7 separate regions of the Mus musculus genome follow, and all the other regions are linked to region 5. The links are chromatin contacts, called in public HiCAR-type, HiChIP or PLAC-seq and promoter capture Hi-C maps. All regions are on one chromosome and are shown on one strand. Each heading gives the region's core, a stretch centred on a gene start, on an enhancer-like site or on the middle of the called end of the contact. The rest is flanking DNA. Distances are from core to core; before and after follow the strand shown.

Region 1 (3,458 bases), core at 558-3,057, 2.7 Mb after region 5:
GCGGCTCCCTGGGTGTCCAGCTCTCAAAGCGCGCGAGGTATTGCAAGACTTCTTTGGCGCAGGTTTGAAACCCCGAGTGGAACGCATCCAAGTCGGCCTGGACCGGCGATTTCAGAGAGCGCTCCCCTAGGGTGCACGGGGGAGGGAGGCGAGAAGAAAAACCGCGGCGTTAAGACATCTGCTCATCACGTGGGCCCTGCGCTGCCTACAGTGAGCTCGGCTTTTCCTGGGCATTCCAGCGATATAATCCGCAGACTGCCGAGAGAGGAGGGGGTGGCGCGGTGAGGCGCTCTCTTCCTGGCTGAAAAACCCAACTGAAGAGGTGCAGCCGCCACTTTAAATAAAAACGGGGCTCCTCCAGCTCTGCGGGAAGCCTTTGGGATGCTCTGGGTACTTGCCACCAAAGGGAAAGAGGCGACGTTCACCAGGAGAGGACGCAGCGGGGGAGTCCTAGCGTTGCGCCCCCAGCGTTACCCCCTTTTGTATCAGGGCAGGCTGGCTTCCTCAGACCCACTTACCATTCTGTAAAGCAATTATCTTCTGATGCTGCTGCTCAGTTAAGGCTGTTAGCGCTTTCAAGTGCTTTAAAGTTAATTCCAAGACTACTGCTTTCTCCAAATGCCCCAGTGTCTGCAGTGGTGCGACAAAGGGGGACAGGGGTTACTTTAAAACACGCATTTTTATTTCCACGCAGCCCAGCAACTTAAGACAGGCACACACACACACACACACACACACACACACCACTGGGAAGGAAGCGCTGCTCAGCTCCCCACAGTCAGGTCGTCAATGATCTCTGCCATTAGCCCGGAGCCCCTGTTCTGAGTCTCTGGGAAACTCTTAGTTACAGCACAAGTTAGAAGGCAGGCCTCTTAATATTTACATTTATTATCCTATCTCTGGGAATTTTATCAGGTAAATACACCCCGGAGTCCATCAGGAGAATGAAAATGTGCATCTTACTGTCAATTTCAGATGTTCGGGCAGTAAATCTTTCAGCTGAGCAATGCATTCATTAATTCGGTCTCGTCTCTTCTTTTCTATTAATCTGTGCGGTAACTTGTAGGTATCCTTCATACACGAGCCAGAGAAAAGATACAGCAGTGAGCTAAACATTCATTCACTTACTGGATAGAACCCTCCCACCCCAACCCCCAAACACACTATGTAATGAACTAATGCCCAGAACTCTCTCCTCTAGACTTCTAAAATGCAATTTAAATTCAGGTGCGGTGTTGAATATCCCCCGGAGTATCCAGCAAGCCACTTAAAATTCACAGTTAGGAAAGCTCAGGGCTGGAATATATTTGCGGGCAGAGTTTCCTTGCGAAATCAATGGCCCTAATTAACTATCCAGGCAGGTTATGGGAAACTTAAGACTTACCTTGGTATCGTCTCGCTTCAAGCTCCTTTTGGGTTTACACATATACAAAGAGGAATAGTCCAGTCTGCAAAAACAGAAATCAGCATCAGGCCCCCATTCCGGGAGGGGCTCTGCCCTCACCCGCTCCATATCACTTTGTGCAGGGGATTAAAAAAAAAAAAGCCAAACCGACGCCTAGACAGATATTCGCAACGGTGCGTACACCTTACCCTATAAAATCCCTATGTTCCAGTAACTGTCTCTCTTGCAAATGAGGGATTCCTTCGTCCATGTTCAATGGCTGTCCGTTTCGATTTGGAGGTTTCTGTCCTGTAATCTGTGGGACGGTCGCCTGGAGAGATTTTGGGGGGATGTGTGCGTCTCCAGGCTGTCTCGCTCTCCCTCTTCAGTGCAGTATTGAAAGTGTGAAGCAGTTGGCCGCCCCTCCGCCCCGTGCTCGCTCGCTCGCCCTCTCGCACACCCGCGCGCGCACACCCGCGCGCACACACGCACTGCGCTGGTAGTTTGCTCTCACTCCGGGCAGTGTTTGGCCACAGGGCACGCGCGTCGCCGGCCAGACCAGCACCCAGCTCACGTGCGGAACGTACCATCCGCGGTCCAGCCCGGAGGGGGGCGGGGAGGAGGGGCCGGGAGGGGGCGGGGACACCTGATTGGGGCCACCTGGAAGGAGCGGCCACCCGGCGAGCCGTTCGTCTTCCCCGAGGCGCTGCAGGGCGCGGGGGCGGGGCGGGACGAGGGGCTCCCCCGGCTCGTCCAGCATCTCGGTGCAGAACCGAGGACGTGGCCTTTGGCTTTCCCACCAATTGCTGTTGGTTTGGGCCAGAGAAAGAACGCGAATTCGTGGTGGCTAAACTTGAGCGGGGAAGGAAAATTCGGAGATTTTGCTCATTGTTTACTGGCCAGGGGTGAAAGAAGGGTCGGGTAGAAAGACACCCTTTAGGTCAGGCTGGAGACCTACCCTGAAAAGGGGGTGACTTGCAATTTGCTTCCCGGATTTAAGATCAGTGAAAATGTAGACACTGATTCAGAATGTCGCATACCAAGTGGTTCTGGCAACAGTGTCCCCGGGCCACCTAAACTTCCCGCAGCAGCCGGAATTGCGGTGACACTAATCACACAGAGGCAGATGACGTTTGGGGCCTCGGGTGCTCCCGGGGGAGAGCAGGGAGGGGGAAGGGTGGCACAGGGCAGGAGGCACGCAAGGACTGTTGCGGGAAAGCCACGCAGTCCGGGTCCTGCCCGCCCCAGCCTGCGAGACACTGTGCTGCCTCCCGTCTCCCTCGTGCGATAAGCCACGCCGAGAGTGTGGCGAGCCCACGTTTACTACTGGCACCTCCGCGGCCTCCCTCCTTAATCCTGTCTCCAGCGGGTACCAGCACAGGGCCGGCAACGTGATGCGACCTGCGGCGGCTGCCACATCAGCGCGCAGGGATGCCGTGCGCGCGCCCCGTGTCCTCGGGAGCTCGGTCCACACAGCTGGGGACAGCCGTCCCCAGGTGCTCAGTGTCCCCACAACTCAAGCTAAATAAGAATCTGAATTCCATCCCCGTGGGCAGGGAGACCCCAGGTTGCTCCTACACTAATTTCTCAGAATTGACAATCACGTTCACTCTCGGACATTCGCTATCGCCAGCGGCACGAGAACCGAGAAGGAACCTGGGCCCCAAATGCACGCGCACTGGAGCGCAGCAGGGCCAGGGCAGCGGCGCTTGGGTTCCGGGGACGGATCTGGGTCGCGGGCCAGGGCGGCTGGAGCGGGTCACGTGCCGGGAGCCTCCTCCCCGCCTAGCCGCGCGGCGCTGGAGCCCAAGTCCTGGGCGGAGCTGCCGGGATGAGTTCCTTTCCAGCACCCTCCCTGGTTCCTCGAGTAGGACGACAGGGCTTGTTTTGCAGCAGGCGATTAATTAATGATAACAGTGAAAGTGATTTTTTTTAAATGCAGATTTGGATTTTTATTCTAAGCCCTTACTCCCTCTCTTGTCTCTAAGTGGTTATCTTTCTGATTCTGAGGCAAGTTAGAGCTCTCAACAGTTTATTAGTACAGTAAAGCATCCTGGCTTCCTCCAGTTCTTAA
Region 2 (3,279 bases), core at 745-3,244, 2.5 Mb before region 5:
ACCGCACACACAACTCTAACTCAGGTGGTGGCTGTGTGTTTCCCCACTGGCTGGGCTCCCACCTTACAATTTTATTCAGTTGGCCAATCTGGAAAGATCATCACCCAGGAAACTGAGGAAGAGGGTCCAAGGAGAAAAAGGTCAAGGCTCCAGGCCACCAAGTTTCTAGAATAGAGCCATGGGCCTTTATTTAAACAAAGGTTTACAGGGTGGGGAGGATTAGAATATTTGCATAATATTCTTAGAAGGTGGGGGGAGATAAAAAGATTTGAATTTCCTCTGCTAGGTCAGTCCTAATTTCTAATGTGCCTTAGAGCAGCTGCCACATACACTGAGTCATGCTTTATTCCAGTCCAGTTTGGTGATCCTCAGTCTACAATCCAGGATGACAACACATTCCTGATCTATCTGCAAGAATGACTCTGAAAGTTAGAGTTTGAGGTTAACGCCTGCCAGTGTAGCTACATTGTATATTATCATTTTAATTTTTGCTTTTCCTTGAGGAAACTTTTCTTTTCTTTTTCTTTTTTCTTTTCTTTTCTTTTTTTTTTTTTTTTTTTTTTGAGGATGTTTCCTTCCACTGGGGGAACATTACGTGTGATAGTATGTATCCAAAGGTTAAGGCTGCAACTGTACACTAAGATATTTGTGGGGCGGTTTCCTTGTGGCCCACACTAGTTGGCCTCAAAGTTGCAACAATCCCTTCTAGCCTCATACTACATGTTGTTTCTTTTATTATGTTTATTTTTTAAATTAGGGCAGTGAATTCTAGAAACATGAAAATACTCCACCTGGGGGATCTCTCTCTCTCTCTCTCTTTGTGTGTGAAGATCTACTAAGAATGAATGAGGGAATGCTCTCTGAGACTGCTTCCCCACTCCAGAGCATCAGATGTGCCCCGGAGTCAGGGTGTGATGTGGGCTGCTCACCAGCCTTCCTCATAAACTCCAGGTCTTTATTTTACAAAAAGCTTATTTACAAAGCATTCCCTTACCGAGAAGTTCAGGAAGATGCAATGCTTCCCTAGCTGTAAAGGGAAGGTTTGACTCTTGCCTGGGGATAGGGAGGAGCCTTTCATTAGTAGGAGTAGTAACCTCTTCCCTGCTTTCTTCTTCACACCCTCCCTTTTTGTGAGGCAGGATTTCAGTTTGGCCTGGAACTCGCTATATAGATCAGGCTGGCCTCGGAATCTCGGAGACCCTCCTGCCTCGGCCACCCTAGGGCTGGGGTTAAAGGTGTGCCTTTTAGGTGAGGTACCTGTGTGCACCACCCACCAGACTGGGAGGGAGGCCGGGAGATGTGGTCAGAGCTGCTGGGATTAGACAGTTGTGAGCCGCCTTGTGGGTGCTGCAAACCGACCGCCGGCTCCTCTGGAAGAGCGGTTAGAGCCCTCAACGGCCAGCGCTACACCCCAAGAACTCAGCCTGCCTACAAGTGTCACCCCAGATTTTATTAGAAGCTCCAGGACTTAAAACCTGCGAGGATCTCGAGCCAAAGCAACGCCCGCCTCGTCTGAGCTGCCCTCCTTGGGTCATTGGGACATCGGGACAGGTAAGCAAGCCTGGCTTGCGAGTCAAGCCTCTGCCTCCGCGGTGTGGACATCGGCTCGGCGCTTCAAAAACAAAAAACAAAAAAAAACCGATTTATCGAACTTTCTGCACATGTCTGAGACCTGTCTTTTGAGTATGGCAAGCGCTCAGACGGCCAGACACTTGCTCCACTTACGGCTTCCTTCTACAGGACACCACCTCCCCCGCAAACCACACACACACACTCTCTCTCTCTCTCTCTCTCTCTCTCTCTCTCTCTCTCTCTCTCTCTCTGAGCCGATGCTTCTCCTTCTCTCTGTAGAAGTCCAGGGCTGTGAAAATCCCCACCGACTTCGGGTTTCGAGGGCTCGTCCCGCCTCCGCCCGGAGCGGGAAGGCGTGGGAAGGCCCAAAGAAACTCTGGAGGGGCGGGGCCGCCGCGGCGCGCAGGCGCGCTGCCTCCTCCGCGTGAGTGCGCGCGTTCCGGCGCGTGTCCCCGCGCGGGCTCCGTAGCGCGTGTGCAGCCTGACGCAGCCCCGCGGGCCCTCCTCCCGCTCTGCGGCGGCCGCGCGGAGTTTGGGGCGTGCGGGCGCGGAGCGGGGGGTGGCGGGGGCGAGGAGGCGGCGGCGAGAGGAGGCGGAGGAGCAGCAGGCGCCGCCATGGCCGCCGCGCTCGCCGACATGGCCGACCTGGAGGAGCTCTCCCGCCTCAGCCCGCTGTCCCCCGGCAGCCCCGGGCCCGCGGCGCGCGGCCGGGCCGAGCCGCCGGAGGAAGAGGAGGAGGAGGATGACGAGGAGGCGGAGGCAGAGGCGGTGGCCGCGCTGCTGTTGAACGGGGGAGCGGGCGGCGGCGCGGGGGGCGGCGAGGCGGAGACCATGTCGGAGCCGAGCCCCGAGAGCGCCAGCCAGGCGGGCGGGGACGAGGACGAGGACGAGGAGGACGACGAGGACGAGGGCAGCAGCAGCGGCGGCGCGGAGGAGGAGAGCAGCGCCGAGAGCCTGGTGGGCAGCAGCAGCGGCGGCTGCAGCGGCGACGAGACGCGCTCGCTGAGCCCGGGCGCGGCGAGCAGCAGCAGCGGCGATGGGGACGGGAAGGAGGGCCTGGAGGAGCCCAAGGGACCGCGGGGCGGCCCGGGCGGCCCGGGCAGCAGCGGTGGCGGTAGCAGCAGCAGTAGCGTGGTGTCGAGCGGCGGCGACGAGGGCTACGGCACCGGGGGAGGCGGGAGCAGCGCGACCTCCGGGGGCCGGCGGGGCAGCCTGGAGATGTCGTCCGACGGGGAGCCGCTGAGCCGCATGGACTCGGAGGACAGGTCAGTGCGCCGCCAAGGGGACCCTTCCCGGACCTCGACGAGGGGGACTCAGGGGACTTCTTCCTGATTCGAGGGGACTCTGCGTGGATCCCGTCTAGGGGACTCCTCCCGGACCCCACAGAGGGGACCTAGGGGACTCCTCTTGGACTCCATTGAGCTGACTTCCTTGCCCGATCCCCTCCCATCTCCTGGACCCTTTGGCCCAGCGCGGGGCGGGGGGCGGGGGGGACCCTTCTAGCAGCGATCCCTTGCTCTGTAGATTCCCGGGCTCCGCCGAGGGGACCGAGGGGACTTTCTCGCCGCAGTCCTTTCCGTTTCTTGCTTCTCCTTCCCTGCCCCGCCCGCCTGCCCACCTTGGGAACGGCTTCGCCGGAATCTCCCCTGCCCCAGACTCTGGGACCCCAGACCTGGGGACTTTCTCTCCGGGATCTCCCGCCCCCTG
Region 3 (3,269 bases), core at 169-2,668, 2.6 Mb after region 5:
TGATTAAAAGCTATTTTTAAAGGTGTGTGGGTGCATTTTTTGAATCTGAGCCCAGTTCTTTCTAAACTTTTGTTACTCACCTCTGATTCATTTGCCTTTTTTCCCCTCGTTGTCTGTTGCCTCTATCATGGCCTGCTGCTCAGGGAGGTGGGGGTGCTGTTGCTGAATCACAGCTACTCAGGAAAAGCAATCCAAACTATGCCTTGGAGAATGCTCGACTTAGACTTCTTTCTCTTTTTTGACAGTCCCATTCTGTAGCCCAGGATGCCCTGGAACCAAAGAATGTAGCCCAGGCTGTTCTTGAATTTCTGGCAAAATTCCTGCCTCTCTCTCTCTCTCTCTCTCTCTCTCTCTCTCTCTCTCTCTCTCTGTGTGTGTGTGTGTGTGTAATAATATATGATTCACTCTTTGAGGTCTGATACTGCTTGTTGCTAGGGTAACATATACTGACCTCGAACTTGTGACAATCCTCTTTCCAGTGATCCCAACTCTTTTAAAACCTTTGTTACATTCGATTCATTCACTTCATTTTTTTTTTTTTTTAATCTCTCCTCACTTGCAACGGTCATCACTGGTTGCTGCGGTGGACATCAATTCACAGTTATTCTACAGGAAAAGCCATTCAAACCAGTCCTTGGAAAGGCTGGGCCGTTTCTCCCTTCTTTCCTGTCAGCAGACGCAGAGCGGTCAGCTGCAAGGTCTCACTGGCCTGGCGACCCCAAGCCTGCGAGCGACTGGAGGAAATGTTTAACCTCAGCCAGGCTCCGGCCCACCGGCCTCAGCGCCTCCCACAAAGCCGCACCGCGCTGTCCCGAACCTTGTCTGCAGGCGGGGCCGCCGCTGTAACCCGAGCTGGTGAGGGGTATAACACTGCTCCTCTCTCCAGCGCCGCGACCAGAAAAGGGGCGGAGCCTCTGGCTCTTGGCCCTCCTCCCTGGCCCTCGGCCCGCCCCCCTCTCAGCCCTGCATCCAGCTCTCTCCAGCTCTGCACCCTGCTCTCCCTTGCCCACCTGCAATCACGGCCCTCGGCCCCGCCTCCTCGGCCCTCCGCCCCTCCCTCCCTGGCCCTTGGCTCCGCCTCCTAGGCCTCCGCTCCGCCCTCCCGGGCCGTTCGCCCTGCCTCTTTGGCCCTCCGCCCCTCCCTCCCTGGCCCTTGGCCCCGCCTCCTCGGCCTCCGCCCCACCCGCCCAGGCCCTCCGCCCCGCCTCCTCGGCCCCCCACCACACTTCCCAGACCTCGTCCTCCCTGCCCCGGCGCGGCCTCCCCGGCTGGCTCGCTCTCGCGGCGGCCCTCATCCCGCCCCTGTGCGGGGCTCCGCGGCCCTATCGGTCCCGCCCTCCTTCCTCCGCCCTTCCTCCTCTGCGCCGCTGCGCACCGCCCTCCCTGCCGGGCCAGGCCGGCGTGCGCCCTCCCCGCGCGTCTCTCTGCCGGCTCAGCCCTCCGCGCGCCGCCCTGCGGCCCGGCCTCCTCAGCCCCGGCCCGCCGCTCGCCCTCCGCCGCCGCCGGCCGCGGCCGTCTCAGCCGCCGCCTCAGCCTGGGCGGGCCGGGCCTCCGCCGAGGGCCGTGCACCGGGACTACGAGGACGGGCTGCGAGCGCAGTAAGTACAACTTTCCCGGCCCGCGCCCCCCGCGGCGCCGCTGTCACCCTCGCGCCCTCACCTCGCCTCCCGAAAGTTGGCCCTGCCCGGGGTCGCCTCCTTCCCGGTGTCCTTGGCGAGCGACTTTAGAGGCCACTTTTGTGGGCGAGGGGAATGCGCGGTCGGCCCTCTCCCTCTCCAGATGGAAATCGGATGCTCGCCTGGAGGGAGAGCTTCCCCTCTGGAAAAGGAAAAGTGGCGGTTGGAAGGCTTCTGCATTTTGTCTGAACCGTAGCCGCCCTGCCTCCCCGGTGGCCAGCCCCTCCGGGGAAGCGAGTCGCCCAGAGGCGGCTTGCAAAGTTGGCTGCGTCCTGCACCCTGGAAACTTGCAGAGGGCAATCATAGGAGGCTCAACTTTAAGGGTCGGGGGCTTGGCGTGCGAGGCCGCTGCGGCCCGGTGGTGGGCGGCGGAGACCAGCTAGGGGCTGGGTTGCTCATTTCAGCATCGCCGAGCTGCCCGGGGTTGCGGAACCACTACTTTCCCAGCATCGAACAGCATCAAGGGCTCAAGCCCTTGGATCCTAGGTAGGGTTTAATCGCAGTCAGTTCTGGTCCTAATCTTTGGAGGCACAGAAGGAAATATGCAGGACACGTTTCCTAGCCTACTCCAGCTTGTCAGGTCAGCTCTGCCAACACATCAAAGCCTTGCGTTAAGGAGAAAAAAAAAAAAAATCCCTCCAACCCGCTGACAGCAGGGACGAACACTTAGATACCTAACTGTAGATTGGTGCTCAGCCATTTTTCATGAGACACGTTTTGTCCCAGGGAAGTATATTAAATATGTGGTGATCTCTGCGTTTCTGCCCAGTTTTGGGATGTGTATGTGTGTGTGTGTGTGTGTGTGTATGTGTATGTGTGTGGGGGTGTAGGTAGTTTTTCTTTCTTCTTTAAAAGTCTTTAATCTGTGGTTGCCAGGGGTTGTGATCGTACCTTGGAGGCACAGAAAACCGGCACCTTTCCTGTTTTGTTTTTTAAACCCAAAAACCTGTTCTTTGCTGGAGGCAATCGGGAATGTCAGCCCACTGCAGGGTGGGGGTGGGGGTGGGGTGCTGATAAACCCAGGAATCAGGGCTCCGGACAACTGCGCTAGCAGTTTGGGAAGTGGTTTGTGCTTTATCCTCTAGTGGTCATGTTAATGGTTCTTGTGATCGTATATATTTCCATGGGGAGCTACCCCTAAACCTCAAAAGTACACACGGCCAATACTCCATTTAAGAAGACTGGACACGCTTTGATGATTCTTCTACTGGAGGATCAGATTCAACACAGTGTAATTTGCAGTGTAGGTAATTAAATCTTTTCTAAAAATCCTCCCAATCAGTCACCCCTCCCTTGAAGAGTCTCAAGATGGTACTTTCCGTACCGGGCTCAATTGGCCATAATGGACTGAGATCTTTGCCATCAAGCCCTGTTTCTGGGCTACAGGAGCTTTGGGGGACAGCAGAGAGCCCCTAGAGGGAGCCAAGTCACGGGGCTGACTGTGCAGATAGGAAAGGTTTTCAGTTAGTGTCAGTGTCCTGGAGAGACTCAGTTCCGAAGGTGCCCATGCCATTCCTGGGGTCACACTACCTGAATTCTGCATTTTTTTTTTTTTTAGAGCTGTTTGGAAATTGTAGATTTAGCATCATACAG
Region 4 (3,575 bases), core at 45-2,544, 2.2 Mb after region 5:
TTTATGTGTTTTGGCAAAAATGCCTCATAAAGAATGCGTTCTTCTTAGGGTATCGGTCTAGAATGTGAGTGGAACCTGTCTGTCCAAGCACTAAGGACATTCTCTTTGATTGCTAGACGGTGTGTTGCTTAATAACTTTTGCTCCTATAAAGTACAATTTTCAGGAGTTTCTTTAGGGCCAGGGCTTGAAGATGATTCTAGACCAAGGATGTCCCCCTGTAGTGAAAGAGTGTCCAATTCTGTCCAACATGACAGCCAGTGAGTGACACGTTTTGGGCACTTATGACAAAGGGTGCTATTGAAGACATCAAAGGGGGTACAGTCGGAATGTCAGAATGCTCATAAAACAGCCTGTATGTACCAACATCTCCTAAAACAGACAAGTACTGTGCTTTGGATCTTTGGACCAGGGGCTTAGGGCAGAGAACCATGTTCAGAGCTGAAGCCTCAGAGCTCATGGCCCAGCGGTTGCCTGGCGTTAGAGTGGCGCCCGGGAAGCCACCTCCCATCTTTATTTCAGAAGTAGCTGCTCTAGAAGCTCTAGGCAGAGCCAGGGTTAGCGCGACTTCATTCTGTAACCCGGGCTGTAGCCTGTTGTGATGACTGCTTTTTGCGGGGGTGGGGGTCGGGGGAGGGGAGCGTCTGAATCATTCTAAGAAAATGGGGCTTGGTTTGTTCGATGAGTTGGGGCCAGGTGAGATCCTGCAAGAACACTGTGTTGTTCTTGGAAGTGATTAAGGTTGAAGCACAAGTTCGGGGAGAACGATTGTATCCCTCATAAAAGTGGATTCTGTTCGTTTTAAGGTACACAATAGAAGCTGTGGCCCAGACTCGCCCCAAAGGCAGCCTCGAGGGCATTTACACGCACAGATGGGCATGCACTCAGGAGAGCCACTAAGGAAAGCTGACGTTGAAACGCCCACGTCTTAAGCTATCTGCTGTGAACCTCTGCAAAGATTCATTTTTTTTCTTGCCAAATATAGCATTCAGTTACCAAGTGGAATTGTAAAAGTTTACGTTTTCATGAAAATTCCGGTAATGTTTTTTCCCTCCTCCACCAACGTCTTCTCAGTTCACCACTAGAGGGCACTGTTGGCAGTGAGATCAACAGGAAGGAAGCAGAAAATTGTCTAGTGTTTCTTTGTTGTGTGTGTTTTAAATAACTTTAAATTACTTCCTTTCCGTCAGTAAATAAAAACGGAAATTTAAAAGCTACTCTACTTACAGTTTATATGGACTTGTGTTTCCACTCACCTCAGATACATACAAACCTTGAGTGTACTCCATTAACAAAATAAATAAATCATTGTAAAATGTAGTTCCAATTTCTCCCAAATGCTTCCTTTCCCCAGGCACCTCGCACACTCCTGTACATCCTGTTTGGAATGTTTCCCGCACTTGGAAACGCCTTAGTTGGTTTTTTTTTTTTGTTTGTTTGTTTGTTTTGTTTTGTTTTGTTTTAATTTCTGAGCCGGTTAAACAATTTTACTTTCCCAATCACACTTTCCTGTCATTTGCTTCCAGACCCCAGAGCAGCGAGGGATCTTTCTGGTATCTAGCTTAAGCTATTTATTTCCCGTGTACCATATATACATATTCTGCACGCACACACATGCACAGGAAAGCACATTCCATGTCTCCATTTAGAGGTTACAGAGGTGGCAAGCGTGTCTGCATTCTGAGGGCGCATCCAAAGCTGCTGTCTAGCCATAAGCTTCATGCTTTTGAGGAAAACCTCAACGATGACTCCAGGGGCAATCTCTGCCTCCTTTCAGTGAATGCTGGGCCGTGTCACCATCCTTCAGGCTCACACATTAGCCCCGTAGCAGGCTCTAACACAGGCTCACACAGGTTCTGCTTGGATTTAGTTCTAGGAATTGGCCTGAGGACTGGAGGGAGACTGCTGGTTGGTCTATCGGCCACAGGTAGGGAACGACTTCTGTAGAATCTTCCAGAACAGTGGAAGTGCTGGTGCTTACTAGATTTCCTACGTTACTTTCTGTTACTGCGATAGCACCCTGACTAAGTCAACCTGAGGCTGGAGCTGAAGCGGAGGCCATGCAGGAGCGCTGCCACTGGCTGCTCACTGGCTCACATTCAGCTACCTTTCTGACCTGGATGGACTGCCTGCCTAGAGATGGTGCCGCCCACAGTGGGCGGGGCCTTCCTCCAACAACTAGCAATCAAGAAAATGCCCTGCAAACACTCCCACAGGCCAATCTGATGGAGGCGATTTCTCAACTGAAGCTCCCTTCCCCCAGCCTCTCTAAGTTTGTGTCAGGTTGGCAGGTGAAGCTATGACATTAGGTAGGGACACAGAAGCCACAGGAAACTGCAGAGTCAGCATCCATCCAGGCCCCCTCCCCCAATCAGGGCTGTCATTGTCCCTCACACTTGCTCTGCAGCAAACTCACATGGCCCTGGAGTTCTGAGTCCCTTAGATCTCGTGCCCGACTCACAACTCCTCTCGCTGCCTTTCCACTACAGGCAAAATGAGCGCCCTGTGAGTGAGCAGTGGTGTCGTCTGGAACTCCAGCTTTGCAATACACCGCAACAACAGCTCACCACTCACGGTGGTTCAGGGCAAAACTTAGCAGCGGCTGCTTCTGCTACCCCAGGGCATCTTTTCCTGTATGCCCGGATTGCCATCTCTGCCACCACAATCTCCTCCAGTGGATTACTTTCTCAAGTTGCTACTGGACCTGCAACTGTAAAGTCCAAGTTGCCAAGGCCTTCCAGGACTTAGCTGCAGCCTATCTAGTAACCAGGATGCCATTAGCTTCCCCTACACGATGGCACTGGAGCCAATCCCAAGTCTCCACGAGGCTGTGTGTTCCTCCAACCACCTGTTAGCCAGATCCCTCCTCTCAGCTGAGGATGGCAAGATGGCATTAAATAGGCTAATATTTGTATGAGAGTAAGCCATCACTGTAAGAAACGAGGGTCAATGAATATTTTGGGCCAAAGGTAAAACTGTTTTAAACATCACGGACCACGTGTGTACCGCCCACCCAGCATTTAAAAACTCAAAGTGAAGCTGAGTTCATGCGGTCGGCCGCAGACTAGATTTCGTTCCTGTGAGCTTTAGTTTGTCAGCCTTTGAATGAGAGGTAAGAGGGGAGATCTGTGGGAGGCTGGAAAAAGCTCCAGAGTCCACCCGGGCTTGAATACACGAGGGACAGAGCGAGGGAAGTTTCTGGAAGCATGCTTGATCATCTGTGAAGGCCTGAGGAAGGCTGTCAGGGAGTGCTCGAGCCCAGACCAGCTGTCGTTTTGACAGCTCTGGAGAACAGGATTGTGATCCTTTCGAATAAATACGTGTCCACCTTCCTTCATCAGAGCAGGGCTTCGAATGTTTTCTGTTCATGACCCTTTCTTGTCTGAGAAACTTTTGCTACCCTGTGTGTATAAGCAGATGTAACAGGTACGTAAGTCAAATGTTTACTTAGGGTAAAAGCCTTCAGGTTTCGGAAACAATTCTTTGATACATACGTGATTTTACTGTTCATTACAGACAGAACCGTTTGCACATCACTGGATGTGTGTGTTGGTTTAATTCAATGTGGTTTGATACG
Region 5 (3,123 bases), core at 478-2,977:
GTGTGTTCTGTTATTTTAGTCTCATTAGATAGAATACATAATCTAGTGTGTCCTGTAATACTCCCCTTACCGTGTGTGTGTGTGTGTGTGTGTGTGTGTGTGTGCGTGTATGTGTGTGGGTGCGCTCAGGGTACTGAAAGTAGGGCATTCTATAGTGGTTTTTTTTTTTTTTTTTTTTTTTTTTTTTTGAGTTTTTCAAGACAGGGTTTCTCTGTGTAGCCCTGGCTGTCCTGGAACTCACTTTGTAGACCAGGCTGGCCTCGAACTCAGAAATGCCTGCCTCTGCCTCCCAAGTGCTGGGATTAAAGGCGTTCACCACCACTGCTGGGCTACATAGTGGTTTTTAAAAACACATACTCAAGTCTGGAAAATGGTCAATAAATTTACAATGTTGCAAAAATGCAGGAGTGGATTTCCCACTTTTTAGTGTAGGAAGTTTATCATTATCTCAGACTTATTTGTGACTTACAAAGGTATGTAGCCTCATTCAGAACAATGAGAACATAAATGTGTGCTAATGGGTAATACAACATTTGATCATTCACAAGTTATTCACTTGTACTCAGCCCCGGGGAGGCCAGAAGTCAAGGTGAAAGTCACCTCCATTGTCTCCGTCATAAAAGGAAAGCACAAGGGCGGACCAAAAACTTGTAGATGATCCGGTTGCCAGTATTTCTCTAACAAGCAAAGAGCAGAGCCTTTCTGATACAGGAGGTTTCATGTAGCCGTGCGAGTCCCAGGACGCGCTATGATTTAGCATGACAGATCTAATTTTCTTTCCTTCCAATTCCCTCCGAGTCTCTACCTTATATAACCGGCTTTGAATAATTCTCAGCAACGTCAACTATCTGACCCTTAAAATGAGTGTTTCAGTCGTCTATTATCGGTCGGCTGATGACTAAGTATATCCCGGGCAAACCTGGAACTCACTATGTAGCCCGGCTGGTTTGGAACTCGTGGCAATCCTGCCTTAGGCACCTGAGAACTAGGACAGGTATAGGTCATCACACCACTGTCACCGGTTTACTCTCACTTTACGTAAAGTTTGCCCCAAATACTGTGATTTCTATGTACCGTCAAAGGGAACTGGGTTGCTGAACCAAGCAAGCATGTAGTTCTGTGCACACAGCTTCAGGAACAAGGCGAGCAAATTAATCCAGCTTGGCCGGTTGAGGCCAGGCTAAGCTCACAGCTTAAATTTAGGGTTATTTCAGGACGTGCCTTCTGCGTCCCGTAAGAACGTCAGCCCTAAGTAAGCAGAGCCCACGACCCTAGTGATCTAGAAAGGTGACGCTTCCTTGACTCCTGACAGGGCTGGGTAGCACTCCACAGCTCATCGGTAGAGTTCGAAAGGGCTCGGCAGAGCTCGACAGCGCTCCGGCAGAGCTCGGCAGAATTCGGTAGGGCTCCGGTAGCGCTCGGGCAAGGCTCGTTAGAGCCCCGGTAGGGCTCGGCAAAGCTCGACAGTGCTCCGGCAGGGCTCGGCAGTGTTCGGCAAGGCTCGTAAGCGCTCCGGCTGGGCTCGGCCGCGCTCGGACTCCTTCGGGTGCAGGAGCCCAGCCAACCCCACAGTAGCGGAGTGCCTGGCGGTGCGCGCTCCCCGAGACCCCGATCCCCAAGAGCCCCGAGGCCCGCCCATTGTGCCGCGGGGTTCGCCACCCCGCCAGCCGCCTGACGCAGCCGAGGCTCCGCCCCCGGCGTGACGCTAGCGTCAGGCCAGTCCCGGCATGCTTCGCGGCCGCCCGCGGTCTAGCGCACTGAGGCATCTTCCCGAGAGCGGCCGTGCCTCCGCGTCTCTGCACTGCGCACCCCGTCCGGCCGCCCGGTTGCCCCCGCCGCCCGCCCGTGCGTCCGAGCGGCCGCAGCCCTCCGCCGAGGGCGCCCCGGGACGGAAGGGTCCAGCAGCCTGCCGGCGCCCGCCGCGCTCGTGGTCGCCGTCGCCGTGGTCGTCGTGGTCGTGTCCGCCGTCGCCTGGGCCATGGCCAATTACATCCACGTCCCGCCCGGCTCGCCCGAGGTGCCGAAGCTCGACGTGACGGTGCAGGACCAGGAGGAGCAGCGCTGCCGCGACGGCGCCCTGAGCCTGCTGCGGCACCTGCGGCCGCACTGGGACCCCCGGGAGGTGACCCTGCAGGTGAGGCCGGACGGGCACCGGGTTTCCTTCCCGAAGCCGCCGCGTCAGCGACGTCTGCCCGGCCCCTGAAGAGGCTCCCGGGGATGGCTGCCGCGGCCCTCGTCATGCCTCTCCTCCCAGACCCCGCAGCCCATCCGCCTCCCGCGGTCCTCTCCGCTGCCCTCCCTCCCCTGCGCTTCCCTCCCATCCCTGCCTTATCCAGCCCGAGATCTTCCCACATCCCCATCTCCGAGCCGCGGGAGAACAACTCCTTTCCAAAGCGGAATGACCGGGGACCTGCTGCTGCCCACGCCAGGATGCTAGGGAACGCTATGCCGTGCGTTATAGGAAGGCTTGAATTGGAAGGTTTCTAAATTTGTAAAGTCTTAGAAGAATTAATGCTCAGGGTTGGAGTGAGCAGTGGCCTGGGAATATTTTCGTGAGTCAGTGGCTTTAAAGACAAAAATTCTCAGAAGGATACCCCTACCCCCGAAAAGCTAGGATTAGGAAAAAAAAAAGGCACTTGCAAGTTATGATCCACCATACCCACAATTTATCTGGTGTAATTGGTTATAGTTTTTTCAGTGCACAGCTTGTAGGATTACTAAGGTGAATTTCCTTTTTCCTTGCAAACAAGCCAAATTAGTAAAATTTTAACGGTTTGGGATTGTTTTAGATTTGAGCAGTAATTTGTATTATTCAAGACGTCTGTCATTTTGATGACTCCAATACATTGTTGGGGGTTTATACAGGATTTATTGATTTAAGTTTTTTGCTAAATTTTTTTTTTAGTATAATTAAAACATGAGTAGTGTCTAGGCCCCAGAGCAGTTCCTGACACTTGGGGGCTTTTATGAGTTTTAGTTTCGATTCTTGTTAGAAGTGTTCTGAGCAGCTGAAAGAGACCGACCCATATGTTTTGGGGAAGAAACTTGTTAGACAAAAGACTTTGACATTTAAGGTGTGCCTGTTGGCCAAGTATATAGGAAATAGTTGATTCAAAATGATTT
Region 6 (3,573 bases), core at 89-2,588, 2.1 Mb after region 5:
CACCCCCACCCCCAGTTACAAAAGGTAATAAAGGGGCTCAATTCCAACCAAAGTGGAAAAATTAAATTACTATCCGCCATCTCTTAAAACCAAGGATGCTTGTGAATAGCTACAGTTTCAAATTAAATATATGGATACCTAGCGTATCTGATGTCTATTGTCTATCACATGAGGGGTCAGCAATCAGGCCCTCGGTGGAAGAGTGACACTGGTCATTTGGTGGCAATTTCGAAGTGATTATTATGAGCAGACTTGTTCAACATTTCCTCTCAGATGATTCCTCTACGACAAACACAGCATGCCATTCTGCTTTTAAGTCCTTGCCTTGATGATCACCTTGCTTTAACGGGGCTGGCTCAGGACTTGAGCTACTACATGGGCCTAGGGGGATTTCAGAGGTCGGCCCGAATGCTACAATCAACTCTGGAGTCTGGAAGGGGCAAGGGACAAACCGCAGGACTGAGGGGAGAGGGCAGCAGGCGATTCAAACTTGACGCTGTGAGCCGAGCTGCCTGCGCTCCACTCGGGGAGAGTCCCCTGCCTCGGCTCTCGCCCTTCGTTCCCCCTGTGTTTTCACGACACAAAGCCACTCAGACTTGCCGCATTAACTTTTCTGCTTCCGTGCGGGTCGCTCGCGGGCTTTCCGCGCAGGGCGTGGGCCACCTGTTCTGCCAGCACCATCCCTACCTCCACCTCCTCCTTTGTGGCCGCGGCAATGTCACAGCCCTTACAGGCGTGGGGGAGGGGAGCGGTCGCGAACTCCGCGGCGGACGCCTTTCCCCTCCGAGAACCACGACGCCCTCCGGCCACCGGGTCCGAGCACCTCCCGCCGCGACCTCCCCCGGGGCCCCGCAGCCCGGCCAGGGGAAGCGGCGTCCCCGCACAGCCCGCGCGCCCGACAAGTTGAGCCGGGCGCGGGGCGCCAGGCGCGGATGCCGGGTGCAGCAGAGGCCGGGCGCGGAGGCCGGGCGAGCGCGGAGGGCCCGCCGCGGCCGGGAGGAGGAAGGAAAGCCGCCCCGTCCGGGAAACGGCGGCCGCCCGACCTCGGCGCCCCGCGCCCGCCGCCCCGAGCCGGCTTCATTCAGCGCCGCGGCCCCGCCCGGCCGCGCCGAGCTCCGCACCGGGCAGCGGCCCAGGAGCGCCGCCCGCGCCCTACCTCTCTCCGCGCCGCGGAGCCGCCGCGCCTCAGGCTCCCGCCGCCGCCTTCAGGCCCGCGCCGCGCTCGCTCCGGGTCCGAAATGGCGCGGGAGCGGGACTCCGGGCCGAGCCGCCGCCGCCTTCCCCTGCCGTCTCAGCCGCCGCCACAGCGCTGCCGCCTCAGCCGCCGCGGCCGCCGCCTGCCGAATCGAGCCCGGAGTGCGCGATGGGCCCGGCAGGCGGGCGGGCGGCCGCAGAGCAGGCCGATCGATGCGCTCGGTGCTCCGCGCTGCCTCGGCCGCGCGCGCGGGAGGGAGGGAAGGAGGGAGGGAGGGAGCGGCCGCAGCGCTGGGAGCCCAGGAGAGCGAGGGCGGGAAGCGGCGGCCAGGACGGGCCCGGGCGGGGGCGCGCGAGGGTGGTGCCGAGAGGGCGTCGGCCAACGCGGACCCCGACCCGGGGCTGGCGCTCCCGATAGCCCCGCCTCGCCGCTCGTTCGCACGCGGCCGCCCGCCCCGCTGCTGCTCCTCCGGGCGCGCGCGGCGCCGCCGGGGGCGGACCCCAGCCGCTGGCCTCGCGGTCCCTTGGCCGGACTGTCCGAAGCCTGCAGGCTCCCAACCCGGACCTCCTCTTTTTGTTTTGAGACAGGGTCTCTCTGTGTAGACCAGGCTGGCCTTCTGCCCGGATACCACATGGAGAGCCGCTTTGTAGGAAGTGCCCTCGCTCCACAGGACAGATCCGAGGAGACTTCTCAGGACGCCAGGTAGAAGACATTCATTCATCAGTTACCACCGCAGAGTTAAACAGGGAGGCAAATAAGCGTGCGTTCCTCTAGACCGCACTGATGCCCCTTCTAAAAAATGCCATCAGTTGAGGCCTGGAGAGCCAGGGCCCCCGCCCAAAAGACTGCCCATCCACCCACCCACCGACCGCCGTCTGTCCTCACAGCCCCATCACCAGCCACGCGTGAAACTGTTACACTAGCTCTCTGAAGTGATGTCACTCTTCTTGCACCCTACCTCTCCCTCCCAGCACCAGGTGGGAGGCCCGGGAAACAGGAGGAAGACAGGGAAAGAAAGAACGTGCCTACTCTGTGTCAAGTTAACTGCTAAATGTTTTTGCACATAGCGTATTTAATTATCACAACGCCCCCGCGAGTTAAACATCATCTCGACTATTTTACAGATGAAGGAAGAAATTTACGGAAAGGAAGAAATGGCGGCCACATTCACACTGTTAAGCTGAAGGAAAGATACTAACTCAGTATCTCAGTCTGCCTTGAGCTCCCGCGTGGCTCACAGTTCAAGAACATAAAGGCAAAATTCTAAAATTCTATGCTGCCTTTGACCACTTGCTACCTTACCTTACCTTCGTGTTTCACCTTGACTCCTGGCTGCTCCGAGAATGGGGAGGTTGGCCTTTTCCTCTGAGACTGTCCTCAAAAACTGTCTCCTAACTACCAATGCCCAGAGCTTCCTATATCATAGGCTTTAAGCCTTGTTTAAATGTCTCATTTCTTAAGTGAGAGCTTCCATAAAGAGCGTCTTTGGGACTGCAGTCTCCCCTCAGTCCCCGAACACTACTCCTAGTTTTCTCCAGGACACTCACCACCATTTAATGCTTTAGTATTTCATTTTAATTCTCTTTGGTTTTTGTTTGTTTTGAGAGGGTCTCTATGGAAGAGTAAGCTGGCCTCAATCAAACTCATAGAACTCCTCCTGCTTCTGCCTCCTGACTGCTGGGATGAAAGGCTTATCACACTATGCCTGGCTCTCTTGATTTTCTTAACTCTTCTCTTTTCCCCCAATAAAGAATAAACTCTGTGAGAGTGAGGATTCTGACTTGTTTTGTTGACTGCTAAAATTCTAGTGCCTGTAACAGTCCTCTTTTACAAGTAAGACATTCAGGGAAGACATGAAGTGCTGAATAAACAATCCAGGCACCCTCTTTATGAACCCTGAGACTAAATCCTTACTTAGAGTTCTTTAAACCCATCAGTGTCTGCCTTCATCATCTTATGCAACCGGCTTTTACACTCACCAAGGTCACCTTCTGATGAGCCACATGCTAGGTGACGAGAAAACTGTCTGCTGAATAATGAGCTCTTTGAATTTGTTAAATTAATTTCTGCTTATTTGAACATTGTTTTGTACCAAACCACAGATTATTCTGTGTTAATTTAAGTCCACGATAAGCATCTCTCTCTCTCTCTCTCTCAGCTGCTAGTTCAGTGTCCTCTGCAATTGGTGCTCTGCTAACCATAAAGGGACTGCAGTGCTCTGTAGAGCACTTCGATGCTGATTATAAAAATTCTGGCAGCAGCAGAAATCTAATCCATCCACAGGGTCTCAGTTACCATCTTGGCTCGTGGTTCCCAAAATGAGTTACTGTTCTAGTTTCTTCCTGTGACTTCAAGAAAATCCTCTGACCAAAAGCAGC
Region 7 (3,135 bases), core at 439-2,938, 2.1 Mb after region 5:
TGTGTACATATGCACGTGTGAGTGTGTGTCTGTGCATGTGCATGTATATGTGCATGTAAGTATGGATGTGTATACAAGTGTGTGTCTGTCTGTTCATGTGCATGTGTCTGTGTGTGCACACGTGTGTGCCTCTCTGTGTGTACATGTATGCACATGTATGTGCATGTGTGAGTGTGTCTGTGCACATGCGTGTATATGTGCATATGTATGTAAGTATGTATGCGTGTACATGTGTGTGCACATGCACACATGCATGTACATGTGTGTGTCTGTGTGTGCATGTGTCTCTGTGCACACACATGTGTGTCCATGTATGTGCATGTGTGTATGTGTGTGTCTGTATGTGAAACTCCTCAGAGAGATCTCTCTGCTTTGTGCTAACCTGAAACATTAATAAATGAAAAAAAATTGAAAAGGTGATGGTTTCTCAAACTTTATGCTTTATGGATTTAAAAGAGACCTTTTACAAGCAAAAGTCAGCTCTGATAGCAAAGGCCTATAAGTACTTGGGAGACTAAGGTAGGTGAGTCTTGAGTTTAAAGTATTTCTGGTTACATAGTAAAAGCCTGTCTCATACAAAACCAAAAAACAAAGAGAGAGGGAGAGCAGCTAAAGGGATGGTTACATCATCATCGCCACCACCACCATCATCACCATCATCATGAAGTAAGGTTAAACACTTTAGGCCTACCCAAACTGTGAGCCCTAAGTACATTTCTTCATGAAAACATCTAGCTGAAAAAGCATTTTGGGAAGGAAGGTGTGTTTGCAGGTAACAATCTTCCTGCCTGCCCAGCACTTTCACTTCCTCCACGGTCCTTTCTTCCCCTTTCGCCTCGGCGTCCATGGTGCTGGGATTAAAGGTACAAGCCTCTGCACCCGGCTGCAGGTTATTCCTTTTGATATTTGACTATAGTTTATTATTTTGTTCAGCCAATAAATATAATGGTGTTGGGCAAAAAAAAAAAAAAAAAAAAAAAAAAAAAGGTTATCAGGGGAATAACCTCATAGTCTGCTGATGGAGAGGCCCATCAGAAAGGATGTGGACAGACTCGAGCAATGCAGGCTTCTGCTCCAGGAAGAGAAGCTGTCACCCAGCCATCTCCTCGTGGGCTCTAAATCTATACACGCAACTGAAGCCCGTGATTCAATGCCCCCACCGCTCTCCTCTATTCAAACCCTGGGAAATGCGGCTTGTGTAACAGAGTCTGGTGTCATCGTAAGCAGAAATGCAAACAGGGACAGAAACCGCATGACGTGGCTCAGCTGTCAGCTGCTGAGCCTGCGAGTTTATAGCATGCCTATTTTTATCCTCGGATGTGAATAAATGCTGAAAATTTGTTCTTTGTTTCATTCGTGAGTCTGTGCACATGTGTGTGTGTGTGTGTGTGTGTGTGTGTGTGTGTGTGTGTGTGTGTGTGTGTGTGTGTGTGTGTGTGCCTTAGATGTATTTGTCCTCACTGGCCTGGAGCTTGCTGGGTTAAGCTGGGCTGGCTGGACAGTGAGCCCTGAGGGGCTCCTCACTCCACACTGTCACACCAGCTTTTCTGTGTAGGTTCTGGGAACTGAACTCAGGATCTCAGCTTGCTACATTTTACCAGCCAAGCCTTTTCCCAGGCTCCAGTTTGCTTTGTGATGGTCACTCTGGGCGGGCAGCAACAAACGCTGATGAGGATGTGGGGAAAGAGGAACCAATATCTACTGTTGGTGGGAGAAGAAACTGCCGTAACCACTACGGGGTTCAGTATGGAGGTTCCTCACAATACTGAAAATAGAACTGTCACATGACCAGCCGCACCACTCTGGAGCACATAGCACAGATCCCTAGGTCGACACGCTACAGAAACATGTGGCCATTCACGGTTATTGCTACAGCATCTGCAAAACTCACAGACTGGAGCCTAGATATCTATCAGATGAAAGAATAGAGAAGATGTCACCCATACGCACAGTGCAACTTTATACAACCCTCAAAACAACTCGACAGTGCATTTGCTGAAAATGGATACAACTGAAGATTGTGAAAAGTGAAATAAGCCAGACTTTGGGAGACAAACATCGAGTGAGAATATATATAATGTAATATATAATATAATGTATAATATACATAATGTTATATATATAAGGGAAAATATTACTATATGTCTTAGGGTTACTACTGCTGTGATGAAACACCATGACTAAAGCAATGTGGGGAGGAAAGGGTTAATCTGACTTCCACTTCCATCTTACAGTTCATCATCAGAGGAAGTCAGGAATTCAAACAAGGCAGGAACCTGGAGGCAGGAGCTGATGCAGAGGCCATGGAGGAATGCTGCTTACTGGCTTGCTCCCCAAGCTTGCTCAGTCTGCTTGCTTACAGAATCCAGGACCACCAGCCCAGAGCAGGGGTGGCACCACTGAGGTTCCTCCTTGTGGTGGTTTGAATATGCTTGGCCCAGGGAGTGGCACTATTTGGAGGTGTGGCCTTGTTGGAGGAAGTGTGTCACTGTGGTGGGGGTGGGCTTTGAAGCCCTGCCCAGTGCAGGAGTCAGTCTTTTCCTAGCAGGCTTCCCTGAAGATGTAGAACTCTCAGCTCCCCCTGCATCATGCCTGCCTGGATGCTGCCATGCTCCCACCTTGATGGTAATGGACCGAACCTCCGAACCTGTAAACCTAATAAGAGTCGCCTTGGTTATGGAGTCTGCCCACAGCAGTAAAACCCTAACTGAGACACTCCTCTCAGATGACTTTAGCTTGTGTCAAGTTGATAAAGAGCTAGCAGGCACACCATGGTAGAAGCTTTTGGATCCTAATTAACTTCATTTTACTGATTTCAAAACGCAGTGTGGTAAAAGCCAGTCTCAACAGAAGTGCATGAAGGGAGCCGACGATGCATGCATGTAATAGGAACCACAGGACCTCAAAGGCAACGCCTCAAAAGCCGTCTCGCAACTTCAGATGCAGATTGGACACTTCAGAGCTCCTCTGCAGTCTCTGGGTTGGATCCGGCCACATTGCCTAGCGCAGAATACCTTACAACTCTCTCTAGGTGTCTGATGTTTTGGGATGCCATCTCTCTTAGCCTCAGTGGCAATTCACAGGCATGATTTTGTTGATAATCCTCAAACCCACAGGGACTAAAGCTCACAATCC

Evidence for each region. Promoter capture Hi-C pulls out the DNA fragments that hold promoters and counts their contacts. HiCAR-type assays count read pairs that join an accessible place to other places. HiChIP or PLAC-seq counts read pairs in DNA pulled down with a chosen protein or histone mark.
Region 1: a contact with region 5 is called in a HiCAR-type map of astrocytes, with 3 times the contacts expected there. The contact joins the promoter of Bhlhe41 here to the promoter of Etnk1 in region 5. A contact is called at or near these places in 4 of 39 promoter capture datasets (hippocampal neurons, liver and pre-B cells) and 1 of 115 datasets of contacts at active chromatin or transcription factors (astrocytes).
Region 2: a contact with region 5 is called in a promoter capture Hi-C map of embryonic stem cells, with 6 times the contacts expected there. The contact joins the promoter of Aebp2 here to the promoter of Etnk1 in region 5. A contact is called at or near these places in 3 of 39 promoter capture datasets (embryonic stem cells and pre-B cells), 5 of 484 Hi-C or Micro-C datasets (B cells, embryonic stem cells, myocytes and 1 more), 8 of 115 datasets of contacts at active chromatin or transcription factors (the NIH/3T3 cell line, bone marrow-derived dendritic cells, embryonic stem cells and 2 more) and 3 of 9 other capture datasets (adipose tissue, embryonic stem cells and liver).
Region 3: a promoter capture Hi-C map of pre-B cells shows a contact between it and region 5. The contact joins the promoter of Rassf8 here to the promoter of Etnk1 in region 5. A contact is called at or near these places in 7 of 39 promoter capture datasets (the 3T3-L1 cell line, 3T3-L1-derived adipocytes, embryonic stem cells and 3 more), 1 of 115 datasets of contacts at active chromatin or transcription factors (astrocytes) and 1 of 9 other capture datasets (adipose tissue).
Region 4: a promoter capture Hi-C map of liver shows a contact between it and region 5, with 2.3 times the contacts expected there. The contact joins the enhancer-like site here to the promoter of Etnk1 in region 5. A contact is called at or near these places in 3 of 39 promoter capture datasets (hippocampal neurons, liver and pre-B cells) and 2 of 115 datasets of contacts at active chromatin or transcription factors (astrocytes and thymic regulatory T cells).
Region 6: a contact with region 5 is called in an H3K27ac HiChIP or PLAC-seq map of stem cell-derived neural progenitor cells, with 8 times the contacts expected there. The contact joins the promoter of Kras here to the promoter of Etnk1 in region 5. A contact is called at or near these places in 2 of 39 promoter capture datasets (the SN4741 cell line and neutrophils) and 3 of 115 datasets of contacts at active chromatin or transcription factors (large pre-B cells, stem cell-derived neural progenitor cells and thymic regulatory T cells).
Region 7: a contact with region 5 is called in a promoter capture Hi-C map of hippocampal neurons, with 2.8 times the contacts expected there. The contact joins the enhancer-like site here to the promoter of Etnk1 in region 5. A contact is called at or near these places in 3 of 39 promoter capture datasets (hippocampal neurons, liver and pre-B cells) and 1 of 115 datasets of contacts at active chromatin or transcription factors (embryonic forebrain).

The regions. Positions count from the first base shown.
Region 1 is chr6:145,863,613-145,867,070 of GRCm38.p6, forward strand. It overlaps Bhlhe41 (basic helix-loop-helix family, member e41), which reads right to left and starts at 1,808. Exons shown (of 5, transcript NM_024469.2): 1 at 1,594-1,808; 2 at 1,385-1,448; 3 at 964-1,071; 4 at 519-630; 5 at 1-126. The coding sequence starts at 1,655.
Region 2 is chr6:140,621,508-140,624,786 of GRCm38.p6, forward strand. It overlaps Aebp2 (AE binding protein 2), which reads left to right and starts at 1,995. Exons shown (of 8, transcript NM_001005605.2): 1 at 1,995-2,837. The coding sequence starts at 2,188.
Region 3 is chr6:145,745,369-145,748,637 of GRCm38.p6, forward strand. Rassf8 (Ras association (RalGDS/AF-6) domain family (N-terminal) member 8) reads left to right here and starts at 1,419. Exons shown (of 5, transcript NM_027760.3): 1 at 1,419-1,598. It overlaps Gm15704 (a long non-coding RNA gene), which reads right to left and starts at 3,006. Exons shown (of 4, transcript XR_869590.3): 1 at 1,660-3,006; 2 at 452-666; 3 at 81-269.
Region 4 is chr6:145,359,162-145,362,736 of GRCm38.p6, forward strand. No RefSeq gene overlaps it. Among named protein-coding and RNA genes, the nearest start is that of Gm38926, 13 kb to the left of the region's middle. Within about 2 kb of position 1,295, at least 46 of the 459 cell types and tissues checked have an H3K27ac peak or open chromatin away from gene starts, as enhancers often do. A contact at or near this core is called in liver and thymic regulatory T cells, where this site is marked.
Region 5 is chr6:143,165,503-143,168,625 of GRCm38.p6, forward strand. It overlaps Etnk1 (ethanolamine kinase 1), which reads left to right and starts at 1,728. Exons shown (of 8, transcript NM_029250.2): 1 at 1,728-2,134. The coding sequence starts at 1,979.
Region 6 is chr6:145,248,893-145,252,465 of GRCm38.p6, forward strand. Kras (Kirsten rat sarcoma viral oncogene homolog) reads right to left here and starts at 1,339. Exons shown (of 5, transcript NM_021284.6): 1 at 1,157-1,339. Gm15706 (predicted gene 15706) reads left to right here and starts at 1,637. Exons shown (of 2, transcript NR_045598.2): 1 at 1,637-1,897; 2 at 2,320-2,957.
Region 7 is chr6:145,305,698-145,308,832 of GRCm38.p6, forward strand. No RefSeq gene overlaps it. Among named protein-coding and RNA genes, the nearest start is that of Gm38926, 41 kb to the right of the region's middle. Within about 2 kb of position 1,689, at least 159 of the 459 cell types and tissues checked have an H3K27ac peak or open chromatin away from gene starts, as enhancers often do. A contact at or near this core is called in hippocampal neurons, liver and pre-B cells, where this site is marked.